Regions from separate parts of the Sus scrofa genome. Here regions 2 and 3 are each linked to region 1. Evidence: chromatin contacts called from public Hi-C and HiChIP or PLAC-seq data. All regions are on one chromosome and are shown on one strand. The core of a region is the stretch at or near the end of the contact, and the rest is flanking DNA. Distances in the headings are between cores, read along the strand shown. Region 1 holds the start of LOC100516424. Region 2 holds the start of CTXN3 (cortexin-3). Region 3 has its middle 93 kb from the start of CTXN3.

Region 1 (2,994 bases), core at 190-2,689:
TAAAAAAGTGAATTTAGGCCGTAATCAGAAACAGCTTGCCCCAAGACCTAAGATTTCTATGATCTTTGCATAGTCAAGATTGCAGGAATTGAGACTTAATAATTCATAGACCACAAACACACCCTGGTAAGATTTTTCCCTTCAAACACTTATATCCCCACTCTTGGGAACCCTAATGGGTGTACATAAGCCATATAGTACAACCTTTTAAAAAGGACACCGACGGTAGGTGGATGATCTCCACGCTCTCCAGAGAGAAGTCCTCACCTAAACCTCCTGCACATTCCCTTCTGGGGCTTTAAAGCACAACTGTCATTCAGAAGAATGGTAATTGTTTAAGCGTGGGTGAGGAGGGAAAAAAAACCGTACGCAAGATATATAACTGGATGGGAAAGGTTGTTAAATGCAGTCTCTCCGGTATCACGTAACTAGCCCAACCCGCTGCAAACTTTTAAGAGATTAAGTTACATTCTTCTGCAATTCCACCCTTGACAGCTGAATCCAGAGATGCCAGCGAGTCATGCACGTCCATTCCCACCGCTTCACCCGCGGGTGCGCGACTATAACCCACGGTCAGCGAGGGCTAGTGGCTGGGGGAAGCAGGCAGGGCTGCAGAGAGAGGGCCAGGGGAGCTCACCTTTTCCAGCTCATCATGAAGCTCTGCCAGGCTGGGCCGGAGCAGCTTCTCACCCAGCTGCGCCGCTGTGTGCCGGTAGTGGTCGATCCTGGGCACGGCGTCCATAGTGTTGTGGCCGAAGGTGCGCAGGTAGTAGGTGTTGGTGTGGGTGTCATAGTAGTAGTGCTGGTGGTGCCCACTGCCGCCACCGCCGCCCGAGTGCAGGCTGCTCCCCTCGCTCAGCACTGTGTCCCCGCCGTTCTGGAAGCTCACGTTGGGCCCTTCGCCGCCGATCCCCGCCGCATCCGACATGCTCTCATCCGCCGACGAAGAGGCAGCCGGGTCCACGAAGTTCACACGGAAACGGCCCTTGGCTTCCTCGCTGCCTTTGGCTAGACCGCTTTCGCCGTTGGCTTTCCCGTCTGCCGGGGTCTCCTTGCCGCCCGCGCCAGCGCTAGCAGCCGCCGCCGCCCGCCCGGCATTCTCCGAAACCAGATCCACCTGGAAGCGGCTCTGGCTCGGGGTGGGCCCCAAGGGTCTGCCCAGTCCGTCCCCGGCCGCCGCGGCACCCTCCCCGCGCACCCCGCCGCCACCCCGGCTCGCAGCCGCAGCATCCTCAGGCACTGAGGGCACCGCCGTGCCGGGCAGGTCCACCCCGGCGGCAGCCAGCGCGGCGGCTGGAGGCGTCTCCCCACCCGCCGCCAGCCTCGGGGCGCCGGGGGAGGGCGCCTTGGGCCCCGGCTCCATCTCCGCCCGACCCCCGGCGGACCGAGAGAGCCTGGCGGACCTCGCGGACTGCACGCCCTCCGCACCCCTGGCCGGCGATGGTTGCGGCCGCAACGCCAGGTAAGGGAGTCGCTCTCCCAGTCGCGCTCGCGGCCGCTAGCCCGGGCCGGCACGAACGCCTCCGACAGGCGAGTCTGCGCGCGAGTGCAGCAGCCGCGGGGCGGTCCCCGCTGTTTAAAGCCTCGGCGGGGCCGCGGTGGTGGCGGCTCCGGCTGCTGCACGCGGGAGGCGGGGCCCGCGGCTCCTCCGCCTCTCAGCCCGCCCACCCGCGATCCCGCAGTGGCGCGCAGCGGAGACTCTCTCGGTGCCAGGCTCCAGCGCGATCCAACGCAGGAATCGCGTCCGGCCAGTCCACGCCGGGCCTCGGGCAGCACGAGCAGCACAGTCCGGGAGCGGTCGGGCGCCGCCTCGTTGTCGTCTCCGGGAAGATCTCCGCGTCGCTTCCTCCTCTTCCGTCGTCCTCCTCCAACCCCTCCACCTCCCTCCCCCGCCCCGCTCTGCGGCGGAGAGGAACGGGCCCCCCGGCCGCCTCCCTCTCTCCCCGCCCCTGGGACCGCGCGTCAGTGGGCCGGCAGCCCAGGCCACGGCAACTCGGGCTGCGGACGGTGCCCGGCCGGGCCGGCGAAGGGGAGCGCTGCCCCTGCCTCGGCACACGCTTATTGCTGATGTTCCAGCGACAGCTGCCACCGCGGTGGTGGCCCCGGAGAGTATCGCCTGCTCCTTTTTTTGGTTTTTTTTTTTTTTTTTTTTTTTTTTACGTTTCTGAGCTCTCAGTATTGGACCCAGCCGGCGAGATCTCGCGAGATGCTGCAGGACTACCCGGCCGCTTCCCCTGCGGCGCGTGGTACCCGAGGCGATGCCGGTGCCGCTAACCGCCCTGCTCTCCTGCGGGTGATGTCTGGGGCTTTCTTCTTGGGCCCGCAGGTGCTTCCGGAGTTGGGGGCAAGGTGCACCCTCCAGCAAGGCCTGGCCTTGCTAGGAGCTCTGGACCGCCGCGAATCCCCTCACCCACTCCAGGCCTGAGCCTAGAGGGAGGCAGGATTTCCTCTGGGCTGCCTTTGAGGCGTTTACCCGCCTGGCAGCGTTAGATTTGCATAACCAGATACGAATTCCAGTGGAGATGCAGTGGGTGTGTCTGCATTTCCGATTACACCATCATTTTAAAAGCTGTGATGTTCGAAGGTGAGAAAGGAGCCTTTTTAACTTGTAGCATTTCCCCCCCCAAAATAGGAAACAGCATATAAATGAATACACTGAAAGCAATAACTAACCGTGGACTACTAACTAGGAAGTTTTGACGTGCTTGGGGTATGAAGAATTGGGCTATTTCAAGTAAAACATAAAGGTACTCTTTTCCTGTGCAGGCCTACTTGTAAAATGTAGGGGAATATAATTATTGAACTTTTTTAGCAGTAGAATATATTTTTAACCTAAATGCAACCCACAGCCCTGCATAAAGTCATATAACCATGAAGGGCTTTTTCCATCCATTTGTCTTTTATTTTTGTATTGATATTTATGTAGTTTTAAATTTTATTTTGGGGGATAATAACTTCCTTTGCTGAATCCTGGAAGCATGATCAAGTAGACAC
Region 2 (2,994 bases), core at 303-2,802, 420 kb after region 1:
GCCTTAACCTCAGCTTGACTTCCCCCTAACATCTGCTTAGAGAGTTTTAAAGGGACTGCAGGGCTAGGCTGCAGCCTGGCCAAGAGCGTCAGAAAAACACTGTGCAAGTGCCAGTCTGTAAATGGGAGTATCAAAAGGCACCACTAGCAAACTGGAACTTTTAACTTCAAACAGTAAACCTCACTGTTCTACTCTATTTTCGTTTCCCTTTCCTTGTGTGTTTCCTAGTGAAAAAGGGTGCTTGCTGAGAGCTCAAAGGGCTAGGGCTCCACACTGCTCATCTCCAGGGATGGGCAGCACTGTCATTATGAGTTGTTGGGTTGTGAGCCTTTATAAACAAATTAAAACATCCCTGTTACCTTTTGGAAGGTTGGATGTTTTAAGTGAACGGGGAAAAAATAATGTAGTGGGCAATAGCTTTTAGGCAAAACTTACTGCAGCTTAGCAAAGAAAAACAGCCTCTCTTACTGCTCCCTTACCCAGTGGCAGCAGCCTTATAAACTTAAGCATGCTTTACAATTAAGCATTTTTCCATTGTACCCCCCTGGCATTAACTTTGCCTAGCAATTGTTTAATTAGACTTTATCTGACAGCTAGATCTAAATTCAGATCTTGGATCCAAATGTCATCCATGCGATTCTGGCTCATGCATAAATTGTAAAGTTCGAGAAAAGCATATAATTAGCCCATCACAGAAACAGATTTTGGACAAATACCTGGATCTGGTTGAACAAACACTTGATCCATTTCCTGGTGGAACAGTTACAGGTAGTTACGAGCCTCTTTCGTTTCCATTCTTCCCGACCAGGCTTGTGCTAAAGCTGTAGACAGTGGTAGCTGCAAGCAGCTGATGGCACACCCCAGATCCGAAGCTGTTGTTTCAGGCTTAGAAACTTCCCATTAAAAGCCCCGAGTTAAAGGAGCATCGTCTTTCTGTGTGAGGCATCCTTAGCGGCCAGTACAGCTGCTTCTCTGAGACGAGCCATGATTTCAGTTCTGCCTCAGCAACTCTTCAGAGGCTTCTGCTTCAGTGAGTAGAGGCAGTATCCTAGCAGTGTGTCTGAAATCATCTTCAAGAAAACATTAACATTCAAAAGGAGTGTGGGTGAACACATCCCAGGGCATTCCCACACCTTTTCAAAATCAAAGCCATAAATCTACCGGGGGTCTGCTTTTCTCTATTGAGTATTGACACTAGTCCTCTTTGGGGATGTCACTTAGCCCCTTGCAGCAACCAGCCTCCGTATTGATTACGCTTTATGACCTTCAGGCCAACTTAATTAATGGGAAGGCGTCTAGGGTAGGGCATCAATTTCACATTTGGGAGATGAAGCAAAGACTCCTTTTCCTAAAGAAAACAAAATTGACCTTTCAGAAAAGCAGCAATTACGGGAGGCAATGGGGAAGGAACAATTAAAAAAGAATAACATCCTATTTTCACCATCTGTTTGTAAAGTTACGAGGCTGTGGGTTGGCAGGTCCATGGTCTCCTTTGGCTGGCCTGCGTAACTGTGACTTTGGCAGGCACCCTGCCCCACACAGGCCATCCGAGACCCCTCGATGAATCAAGATGGATCTTTGTTGCCAGTTGTTCTCATTCTAAAGATTCTAGTTATGGGACATAAGACTTATTTTTCTTGGCTCAAGTGCCGAAATAAGTTTGGAAAATATTTTAGGATAATATTCATCTTAAAAAAAAATGCTTCTCTGGAAATAATTCAGCATCATCCTTAAGACGAAACATCCTTGTTTTTTGGCAACGCACCACTTTCTTTGTTAAAGTGGAAGCACTCTCAGTGACAACATCCACCCACCAAATGATGGGGTGCATGATATTTAAAGCCAACCCTGCCTGTGCCTGTCATCTCTGCTGTCTCTTCAGCGCTTGCGAGAAGTTGGCCAGTACCCAGTAGCTCTAGGGACTAGAACGGGGCTCGTTTTCGGAGAGGAAAACCCCCATCTGCTAGCGAGAGACAGCAATCCTGGATAAGCCTCAGGCCTGAGAAAAATCAAATGCTAAGTGTTAGAATCTCATGTCAGAGTCAAATGCTTGCCATTAGAACCTAACCTCACAAGAACACCAAGATTGCTTTCCCAGATGTCTTCCAGATTTTTAGCTGAATTTCTTTTACAATTAGTGTAACTTAATGTGTTCTCTCTCTCTCTCTCTCTCACACACACTCTCACACACACACACAGAGACAAAGAAAACAATGGGATGAATAAAACCCAGCAGAGCACTACCCTTCAGTGCTCACTGGTGTCCTTCACCCTTTTCAGCCGATGGTATTGGTGAATGGAGCACCCTGTCTCAGTACTGCCAGCAGAGTTGGGTTCAGGGAACATTCTGACCCCTCCCTCACTTACACACTTATTGTTCCTTGTGGTAAGAAAGGACTCTAGTTAGAAATGAGCATGGGTTACTGCGGGCGCTCCCCCAGCCTGGAGGCCCCTCGGATATTGTTTTAGCCTGTAGCCCTGCAGAGGTGGCAGGGAACACGAGGGGCTGTTCCCTAGCTACTCCACAGGCTGAGGCCATCCCAGGGAGATGAGGGCCTGGCCTATTTTTAAAACTCCCCAGAGCAGTAGATTCCAACCCCTGCCCCCACCCCCCACCCCCCCGCACGCCCGGAGACAACTTCTGTTTAAACTGACTCCTCCATTGCTTACTTTGTGTAAATGAGTTGGCATGTTTCTTTTATTCCATCCTTGCTGCAGTCATTAACCACTGTGTTAGAATGCGCTTCCCCCCAGGAATCCGAACTAGGTGAAGACAAGAACATTTGATGAAGATCTGCTGCTGCAAAGACCCTCCAGCCAAGTTTGGATATTGCTTTTATAAGATAATTATAATTGGAATGGCTCGTCTCCCTCACACTTACATTATGTCAATTATCCTGAATTCTGAAACAATGAATGAGGCTTTGTGTAGTTTATGTCTTTGACCATTTCATAGTAGGTCCTGTTTCTGTAGTCTTTAATCATCTTTACAGC
Region 3 (2,994 bases), core at 266-2,765, 330 kb after region 1:
ATGTGACTTCGGGAAAATGACTTAATGTTTCTGAGTTTCATTTCCCTCATGCGGATGATAATAATAGTGCCTCTTATAGTGTTCATGTGTGCATGCGATGAAATGTCTGTCCATCTAGAGTACTGAGAACATTATAGATGCTGAATAAAGGTTAATTCCTCCACTCTCTGCCCACCATTGGCAATACACTGCAGAGGGCTGGCATTGTACCTGCATTCCTGTAGGATGTGAACTTAAATAACATCCCCTACTGCACCCCCTTTCACGCTTTGTCTCATTATATTTTTCTTTAAAATGAAGGAGGATCTTAGGGAGATCCCAAGGGAAAAAGAAAGGGAAAGGAATTGTCTTTGACTGTAACATAATTGGTCAGATTCAGTAAAGAACGAGAATATGAGGAGCCCCTGTTACTAGTTTTATGTGGGGCTTTTGGAAGTATCTCTCTCATCTGGAAAACTACGTCAGCTGACACCTGAGCTACTACTAAGAAGTAAGAAAAAGGCTCCCATGTGCTTTCATGAAAAGTTGGGAAACAAAACTACCATATTATCCTCCATTGAAATGTCTTCATATTTTGAATATCACCAATAAATTCCTCTTTGTGAATTTATTTATTTATTTATAATTTATTTAAATTCCTTCTTGCTGTGTCATATCTATGTTTTATCCCTACTTGGGAAAAACAATGGTTAGGAAAAAAAAAAAAAATTCGAGTTCCCCACCAAGGTTCCTACCTCCCAGCTCTTACTTTAAATCATGACATCTCTTTCCTGGCTAGTGTTTATGCCCCACGTAGTATGCAACCAATATTTTGCTAGGTAGAGTATCCAGAAGATGCATGAAGCAAATTCTGACTACATGGTCATTCTTGGATTCACCTCCTTGGTGAGAAAGTGATCATAGACTCCTCTCACTCCCCAGTTGCCCCTGACCCTGGCAAAACGCTGAAAAGGTCATATATCAGCACTGCCCATTCAGCTCTCAGCCTGGGCAAAATCAGAGAATGAGCAGAAACAGACAGAAGACTTAAAAGATGAAGTGGAAAGAAAGAAGGTCAAAGTACTAAAGTCCCTTTACCAAAGGAGGAGCTGAGAAAGAATAGGAGAGACAGCGAGGTAGTGGAAAAACCAGATCGGACAAGGGGGCTGGGGAGGGGGGCCGCTCCTGGTTGAAAGTCTCTGAGATGATGAGTAACCACTCTGTTGTGATGTGGTTGTCTTTCAACCACTTTGAGAGAGACCAATAAAAAAGGAAACTTATGCAAATAATGCAGACACACACCCTAGCCCATGACACAAGACTCAGAGATTCACATAGTTCTTTTATGACCACTAGCAGGAATTGAGATAAATTAACATTTACGGAGACCCTAACTGAGAGCCAGATACACTTATGTCATTCAGTCCTCGCAATAATGTGTTTGCCCCCTTGAGTGTGCGTAAGACAGCTGTGACTGGGAGCGACCAAGGGAACGGGCCAAGGTCATAAAGCAAGTAAGTGGTGGAGCAGAAACAAAGCCTGAGCTCTCCTGGGCCTGCCGCTGGGAGCCAGGAACCAGCAGCCAGTGATGAATGAGAGACACGGAGCCAACACTGTTGCCAGAGGAAGTATGTCAGGAACTGGCCTGCTGAGCCCCTCTGCACTGGGGCACCTCTGGGTCTTTGCTTCATTGTGAAACTGGGTTTTCTGACACTTTCTTAGCCCCAAGGCTGTGAGATCTCTTGGCATGTGTATGGTCATAGACCGCAGCCTATCAGAGCCCCTTTCTTTGTCCGTCCTGTGTGTGCTGGTGATAGAAGCCAGCACACAGGCAAAAACTGCTTTATTATGAGCTTCTGAGACCTTTTGCCTCTTCTTTTTTCTTCTTCTTAACACTTTTCCTTATTTTCTGTTCCTCCTTCTAGTCTTTTATCTACTACCTAATTTCCAGACATTTTCTCCCACTGATCTTAACCTACAGGAAATATAATCAAGTGTTTTCTTTAACTAAATGTAGCAATGTCCTGAATTGCTTACCATTAATATCCAGGACAAGAGTGGGATTCTTACATCCCTTTCTTTGCTGACGTGCTGCAAACTTACTTCTTTGAGCTGTGCACAGCCCAGATTAAAAGCCTGAAATGTAAATTATCTTGATTTCACAATTCTCTTATTTTGACCCTAGTGACACAACTGCAGAGAAATAAAGAATGTTAGCTAGAAGAGGCCAACAAAGAACTGTCATCTGTGTGACCTCAGAGAGGAAGCACCACCCTCTTCTTATTTCCTCATTATGTCTACATTTCTTCTTTTTCATAGTGAACCAACAGAGACCTTGCTAGAAGGGACCCTAGAAAGGTTAAGTTTAAGTTACCTGAGGCCCAGGACCAATCGATGCTTAGTGTAGGTGAACCCCTAGGCATCTATTTGCCTTAGTTCTATGTGAATCACTAAGAAACAAAGCCAGGAGGCAAAAATTCAGATAAGGTTGACATTTATCCTCTTCTCAAAGGCAGGATCCATTGGTTGACAATGCCATGAGCTTCCACTCCTAGTCCCAGCACAAATCTTTGTCCCTGCTATTTCTTCTGCCCTCCCCACTTGTTTCTAGCCCACCAGGCCAACCCATCGGGCCAGGGCCCAGCTACGGGATAGACAAAATGATTTGGATTACCAGTGAAAGCTAGCTAGCGTTCCATCAACCCTAAATCGATAGTATTTAAAAGAAGCTTTAATTGGGAGTTTGGGATTGACATATACACACAACTACAGAAAAGATGACTAACAAAGACCTCCTGTACAGCACAGGGAACTCTGCTCAATATTCTGTAAGAGCCTAGATGGGAAAAGAATCTGAAAAAGAATGGATAGGTATGTACATAGATAATTGGATCATGTCACTGTATACCTGAAACTAACACAACACTGTACATCAACTGTACTCCAATTAAAATAAAATAAATCAAATCTTAGCATGTGTACAGGAAAACATATTCCTTCACACACACACCCGCA

What was found. Hi-C and Micro-C count contacts between places; a contact is called where the count stands out from the background. HiChIP or PLAC-seq counts read pairs in DNA pulled down with a chosen protein or histone mark.
Region 2: a Hi-C map of skeletal muscle shows a contact between it and region 1, with 2.5 times the contacts expected there. The contact joins the promoter of CTXN3 here to the promoter of LOC100516424 in region 1. A contact is called at or near these places in 2 of 47 Hi-C or Micro-C datasets (heart right ventricle and skeletal muscle) and 1 of 2 datasets of contacts at active chromatin or transcription factors (skeletal muscle).
Region 3: a contact with region 1 is called in an H3K27ac HiChIP or PLAC-seq map of skeletal muscle, with 7 times the contacts expected there. The contact joins the enhancer-like site here to the promoter of LOC100516424 in region 1. A contact is called at or near these places in 2 of 5 promoter capture datasets (fetal liver and fetal skeletal muscle), 5 of 47 Hi-C or Micro-C datasets (embryonic fibroblasts, fetal heart ventricle, heart right ventricle and 1 more) and 2 of 2 datasets of contacts at active chromatin or transcription factors (alveolar macrophages and skeletal muscle).

The regions. Positions count from the first base shown.
Region 1 is chr2:131,014,986-131,017,979 of Sscrofa11.1, reverse strand. It overlaps LOC100516424, which reads left to right and starts at 1,439. Exons shown (of 6, transcript XM_021084715.1): 1 at 1,439-2,584. The coding sequence starts at 1,441. The coding sequence ends at 2,274. SLC12A2 (solute carrier family 12 member 2) reads right to left here and starts at 1,550. Exons shown (of 27, transcript XM_003123899.5): 1 at 638-1,550. The coding sequence starts at 1,363.
Region 2 is chr2:130,595,084-130,598,077 of Sscrofa11.1, reverse strand. CTXN3 (cortexin-3) reads right to left here and starts at 1,552. Exons shown (of 2, transcript XM_005661613.3): 1 at 717-1,552.
Region 3 is chr2:130,687,827-130,690,820 of Sscrofa11.1, reverse strand. No RefSeq gene overlaps it. Among named protein-coding and RNA genes, the nearest start is that of CTXN3, 93 kb to the right of the region's middle. Within about 2 kb of position 1,515, at least 17 of the 83 cell types and tissues checked have an H3K27ac peak or open chromatin away from gene starts, as enhancers often do. A contact at or near this core is called in alveolar macrophages and skeletal muscle, where this site is marked.